Linked DNA regions of Mus musculus: region 1 is linked to region 2. A link is a contact called in public HiChIP or PLAC-seq data. All regions are on one chromosome and are shown on one strand. The core of a region is the stretch at or near the end of the contact, and the rest is flanking DNA. Distances in the headings are between cores, read along the strand shown. Region 1 holds the start of C530044C16Rik (RIKEN cDNA C530044C16 gene). Region 2 holds the start of 4921507P07Rik (RIKEN cDNA 4921507P07 gene).

Region 1 (3,155 bases), core at 440-2,939, 180 kb after region 2:
TTTCTTCCAGCCATCCTGAGCACTTTCTTCATGCTAAACTTGGTGACTGGGTCAGGCCACTCCATGCAGAGTCAGGAAACAAATCTGTGCTGAGGGGCCGGAAACATGGCTGGCTGGGGTGGAGCTGGGGAGGGGGGGGCGGGAGGTAGAGAGATTTTTGTATTCCCCTGACTCGAAGAGGAGGCTGTTCTATGTGTTTCATGTCTTTATCTTGTCACAGTTCATGAAATTGACATGGTCACCTCCGTTCAGTAAGAAGACATTGAGGCTCAGGGACAGTAACTAGCTTGTGCAAGGTCACCTAAGCCTGTCAGTGACAACTGAAAAAATTAAGTCAGACCTCCTGTCTCCAAAGTCCCTCTGAATTCGCAGACCTCTCCAGCAAGGGTTCTGGAAGGATGTTAGGGAAGGCTGACATTCCAGCCAGACCTGGAAGTGGGACAAATTCAACTTGACTCCTTGCTGAGAGATGGAGTATATGTTAGGCAACCAATCCAGACAGGAGCGTATGACAAGGTTCTAGATTGGTTCCAGGCCAGTGCCAAGCAAGCCGCACTCAGAAGTGAGGTAAGGTTAGCTGATGGTACCATGGCTTAAAGGTTTCCCATGCTTTCATGCTCTGATGGAAATTGACTCTGCTTTTCCTTAATTTGCTAGGGAAACTTCTAGAGAAAAGAAACTCTTTTCTTGCATGGAGAGGTGACAGGAGTGTTTGCATACCTGGATGGCCCCAGAGAATTTATAGCCAATCCCTGGAGCTAGCTCGCTCGCTCTCTCTCTCTCTCTCTCTCTCTCTCTCTCTCTCTCTCTCTCTCATTAATTTTATTTATTTAATGTATGAGTGCTCTATAGCATACATATCTGCCTGCCTGAAGAGGGCATCAGATTCCCCTATAGATGGTTGTGAGCCACCATGTGGTTGCTGGTTGCTGGGAATTGAACTCATGACCTCTAGAAGAGCAGCCAGTGCTTTTAACTGCTGAGCCATCTCACTAGCCCCACTGTAAAGGTTTCGGAACCATCCAAAAAGCATGCACCAATTCTTTCCCTTCCTCTGTCCGTGATGCAGCAGCATTAGAGAATCCAGGAGGTTGAACCTATGTGACAAATAATTTGTGTCCAAAACTCCAGCTATGAGGAAGCTCATCGGTGTAGAAGGAGATGAAGTCAAGGCCGTGTGGGAGGGGAGATCTGAGTCCCGATCCTCAGCTCCTGCTGATGATGTGACATCATGACATCCTGGCACCCTCCATAGAGCTCTCAAGAGGCAAGGCAGGCTGCTCTTCAAACCAGCTCCTGGAAGGGAGAACACTGCCAAGCAAGGGACAAATCTGACTGAGATGTAACTTATAAAACATAGGGAAATGACAACGTGAACAGTTATTTTTCTCTGGAGACACACATAACAAATGGCACATTCAAATCAGCGCTGCGAATGTTAAGTAGTCTCTACATGTGCCTGGCCCTGTGACTACACAGTGCGGATTCCTGGGCTCTCCTTTCAGTCACTAAGAAGGTTTTCCCTAGATTCCCTACTGGGAACCATCTCCCAGGGATTTCTGGTTCAGGATGGCTGAAGCCCAGTGGGTCCTGTGACTCTGGCTTTCTGATGCAAGGGCCATCTGAGTTCATTTTGAGATGCTGAGACCAACCCCTATCCATTCAGAAGCCATTCGGTGTCCCTTCTTCAATTAGTTCCTTATCGTGGGGCTGCTGAAAGCATTGTGAGTATCCAGAGATGAATTAATGAGGGCTGAAAAGATCCAGAGATAGTTACATGCAAAGATGAAAAGGGCCCATTAGAATATCGGGATAAATAAAATCTGCCCTCCGCCCATTTCAGAAGACTTAATGGAACGTCGCAAAGTGTTCAGAAGGAGTTGTTCTGAGGCCTGGAGGGAGGCAGACACCGCCATTCCTGTCTGATACTTGGGGCTGTAGCTGCTGCAATCCACTCAGGCCCTCAGCTCTGGTCCAGGTCAGTGTGATGTTAGGGATAAATGTGTGTGGGGCATCCTTAGAACAAAGCCAGGGAATCGGGAATTTAAATCACTCTGATTTATGCCCAGCTTGTCAACTCTCCTGGGCTTTAGAAATGCTGAATATTCGAGCATTTGCTTTCAGATGTGGCACTTGCTTTCAGATGTGAGGTGGGGCTTGTTCCCAGTTGATTATTAACAATGGGGACCCTGACACTTCAGTGATGCTCAGCTGAAACCTTTAAACTCATCCATTCCTGCTTTGTGACGTGCTAGAGATTCCACGAATTAAGAAAAAAACACTCTATAGGAACATCATCTGACTTTTTTGAGCAGTATTTCTGCGACCAGTTAGTTACCTTGGGGGCGGGGGGCGGGGATGGAGGCTTAAGCATCCTTTATCTGTGTTCACACATCTGAGCTGCCACTCTCTTACTGAGTGTTGGGAATGCACATCAAGTCTATACTAACGAAAAATTCTTTCCTGAAGAGGAGACAATGGCGGGATACTCCTCTACCGCCTGTATTGTGGCTGCTTATTATGTATCTAACAGTGTTCCATGCTGAGCAGAAAACCTGGTTCCTCCTGCCCACGCGGTTACTATAAATGTTTCAATCAATCCCTTTCATGCAGCACAGAGCACAGGAAGCACAATGTGCAGTGACTAAACAAGCCATTTAAATTCTTCTCAGGCAGAGAGGTTAAGAGAGAGGTGGGGGGAGGAGCGGCGAGAGCAGAGATGGCCAAGGTACTGCATTCAAATGTTTTTGATGGGTTTCTAAGATACTTGTCTCTTTTCTCCGAAACAAATGCATTCATGTCCCAGGAAGGAAGGCAACGGAGGAAAATGCTCGCTGGTGAGCTCATGAGAAATGCCAAAGGAGTTGTTTGTGTCGAGCTTCAAATATCAGGGTTTCTTTATTGTGGAGCTTTGAGGCTCAGAGTCAGGCCAAGTGTTTCCATGACAACTAATAGATGTTATGTTTATTTACTGAGCAGCGGGTGAATGACGCATCAGCAACTGACATTTTAGTTTCTTTCTCCTTTTTCTCCCCTCTCCAGTAAAGGTTTGTTTTACTGGATGAAAATGGCTCCATCTTCCGTTTTATTCATCAGAGCTTCTAAGGTGAAAATAAACCTCAGTTTAATAGGATTCAGTTATTCCATGAAACACA
Region 2 (2,964 bases), core at 438-2,937:
TGGGGTTTACAGATTTTACTAGACTAGCTAGTTATTGAGCCCCAGGGATTCCAGGGCTCCTCCTGTCTCTGCCTCCCCAGCACTGGGGTGACAGGTTCATGCCACCTTCACTTGCTTTTTATGTCCCTTTTAATGCTTCCTATTTTACTAGGGATCAAATTCACATCTTCAGGCTTGTGTGATCAGCACTGTGCCAGCTGAGACATCTATCTACCTATCCTCGTCTACAAAGAATTATTAGGGGTTTGGCCGTGTGAAATTAGAAGAACACACCTACACAAGGTACTTAGAAACAGAGCCTTATTCTTCCTCTAAAAATCAAGTAAATCACAGGGTTGGGGGTGTAGCTGAGACAGAGTTTGGCGAAATATGTGTCTGTACCCTACATATATCACAGGTGAAAGAGGGTAACAGTTCTACTCTATTCATGGCTGTCATGAGGAGCGAAAGGTCTACAACAAAACACAGCATCATGTTTGCCACCAACTCTGGGATTCTTTCTTGGCAGAAGGTGTTGGTGGGCAGGCTGTTAGTACCGTAGTGCTCTATTAAAACACTCTCCAAGTGAAGGAAGGGGCCATCCTAGGGTTCTAGAACAGGGCTGGAAAGGTAGGTTGGTGGTAGTGTTTGCCTTGCAGGCATGGTCTGGACTCAGTCCCTAGCAAAACACACACACACACACACACACACACTTGTAGAATGCAGTGGAAGAATATGCCTCCCTTGTTATAGCCTACAGCCCTTTTCCAGTTTTAACAGATTAACCATGTAGTTTACTCATGCTTTGCCTTCTCCTTCATGTGATATATGGGAGTGCTCACGTGTGTGTGTGTTATAGAAAAAGTCACGAATGCAACGACATCTTTCTCCTGCGTTTTTCTAACTTTTGTTTTACCTGGCTTGTGAAGCAGTTGGCCGAATAGTTGTTTCGTACGGGGTGTGCAGTCCGTTAGAGTAAAAGGTGTTTGACAGAATGTCAGCTCCTTCAAGGTTCCTGCAGCAGTGGGGCCTGCCGTGAATTACCTCCATGCTTCTTGCCTAAAATGTTAGTCTGGAGATAAGTAAATAGATAAAAATGAAAATTTGGACTTGTAAACTGCCTTGGTTAGACCGGACAGGAAACAGTTTCTGCTGGCAAAATTCAACTCATCGATGCACAAAAACCAGAGGCTTATTTTCTTACTGGCTGTGAGGGTCTGTGGATGCTGTCAAACCTGTGGAGATAAACTGAAGCAAACCTGCAGAGTGGAAGATGAACACATTGTGAAACAATTCATGTCTCACCTCAAATGTAACAATATTCAAGAACAATCAGGTAACTTCTAGCGCGGGGGCCTTTCTAAGCAGGGAGACTCGTCATTAACAGGTCAAGAGCCCTTCCTCTCAAGGCTCTGCAATTCTGTTTCTCAGGCAGTTAAACTGGGTGGTGCGCACCTCTGTCCTCATGGGGGACATTGGGTTCCCCAGAGCGCTGGAGAGAAGCCCGTCCCTTCGGAGGACTCCGGTCCCTAGAAGCCGTGCAGCCAGGGGTCGCACGCACCTGACACATCTGCCCCGGAGCGCTGCCCGACCGCGTCTCCCTTTCTTGTCTCGGGATCTGGTGGGTCTCCTCTCCGCGGGGCGTGGAATTTCGTGGTCTTCCGCACCTGCGGGCCCCGGGAGCGTGCGGGCAGGTGCGGGGGAAGAAGGCCAGAGGGCTGCGGGCAGGCCGGGGCGGGGTTGAGGCTGCCTGTGACGGCGGCGGTGACCGCGCACTAGGTAACACATCCTGAGGGTGGGGCGCTGGCCGACGTGTGGCGGGGAGCCCTTCAGAGGATCTTAGACCACCAGAATTGGAAGAGAAGCCGGAAGTGAGGAAAGAGGGCTTTGTGGCTAGGGGAAAGGTGGAACCGCCGCGTTTCCGCTTCAACCTCATGCCTGGCCCCGGAGTCTTAGCGCCTTTAAACTCCTGCATGTGCCAGAGGCGCTCAACTACAGACTCGGCCCCGCCCCTGCGCCCCGCCCCCTTCTCAGGCCCCGCCCACCCGCCTCTCTTCGCGGTCCCTGGGGCCTTTTTCCTTCAGGCCTGGTCCCGCCCTTCTACCCAAGTCCCACCTCTTCCCTCCCTCGCCCCACCTCCTGAGGGCACCAGTCCAGTCCTAGGCCCCGCTCCGGCTCCGCTGCCTCACGCCCCGCCATAGGCTGACCTCAGGCGCCCTCTGGCGGCGCTGGCTTGGCAGACTATCTGATCTACAGTTGCCCTAAGTTGGGTGGGTGAGCATGCTTTCTCAAGGTGTGAGGGAAACAAAAGCTCTGGTCCTGGGAAGGAGAGAGAGAAGATCTTTGTGTAAAAAAAAAAAAACAAAAAACAACAACAACAAAAAAAAACAGATTGTTACAGTTTGCAGTGTGATGTGCTCTTAAGTTCGTCAGAGTTACAGAAAAGCCCAAGGCAAGGAGGTATCTTTTCTACTAGCTGGTGGTTCACCCAGCTTCTCACAGCTCAGAAGAGTTGGAGATCTACTGGTAGCCTATTGAACACTATATCAGAGAAAGGGACACTCTCAAGTCCTAAATTATGGATAAAGCTCTTGCCATAAACCAACAGGATGAAGAATTTGGGAAGGGTGCAAGCCCTGGCCTACAGGAAGGGAGCTGGACTTTCATGGTATCAGGGGAAAAGCCATCATCTTTCTTCAAATCAGTACAGCAGCAGTGTTTGGCTTTTCTCAGTGCTTATGTTGCTTTCTGCAGAATTGAATATTAAAAACTGCTTGGTTTACAAAGGTCTTTTGAATTTATTATTTCCAATTAAGAGACAAGGGAAACCTGCATATCAGATCTTACACTCTCCTGACTCTTCGAGGAGCCAGAACAGTTAACACTCCCTCCCCCTGATGACTCTCGGGCGGGGGGAGGGGGGCAAATTCCAGCCTTGGGAACAGACGAAAAGCAGCATAGTCTAGCCTCCACATCACTGAAATG

What was found. HiChIP or PLAC-seq counts read pairs in DNA pulled down with a chosen protein or histone mark.
Region 1: a contact with region 2 is called in a FOXA1 HiChIP or PLAC-seq map of pancreatic cancer cells. The contact joins the promoter of C530044C16Rik here to the promoter of 4921507P07Rik in region 2. A contact is called at or near these places in 6 of 39 promoter capture datasets (the 3T3-L1 cell line, 3T3-L1-derived adipocytes, cranial neural crest and 2 more), 1 of 484 Hi-C or Micro-C datasets (cortical neurons) and 1 of 115 datasets of contacts at active chromatin or transcription factors (pancreatic cancer cells).

The regions. Positions count from the first base shown.
Region 1 is chr6:50,774,426-50,777,580 of GRCm38.p6, forward strand. It overlaps C530044C16Rik (RIKEN cDNA C530044C16 gene), which reads left to right and starts at 1,690. Exons shown (of 5, transcript NR_045984.1): 1 at 1,690-1,724; 2 at 1,844-1,978.
Region 2 is chr6:50,594,903-50,597,866 of GRCm38.p6, forward strand. It overlaps 4921507P07Rik (RIKEN cDNA 4921507P07 gene), which reads right to left and starts at 1,688. Exons shown (of 10, transcript NM_027564.3): 1 at 1,541-1,688; 2 at 896-1,051. The coding sequence starts at 1,029.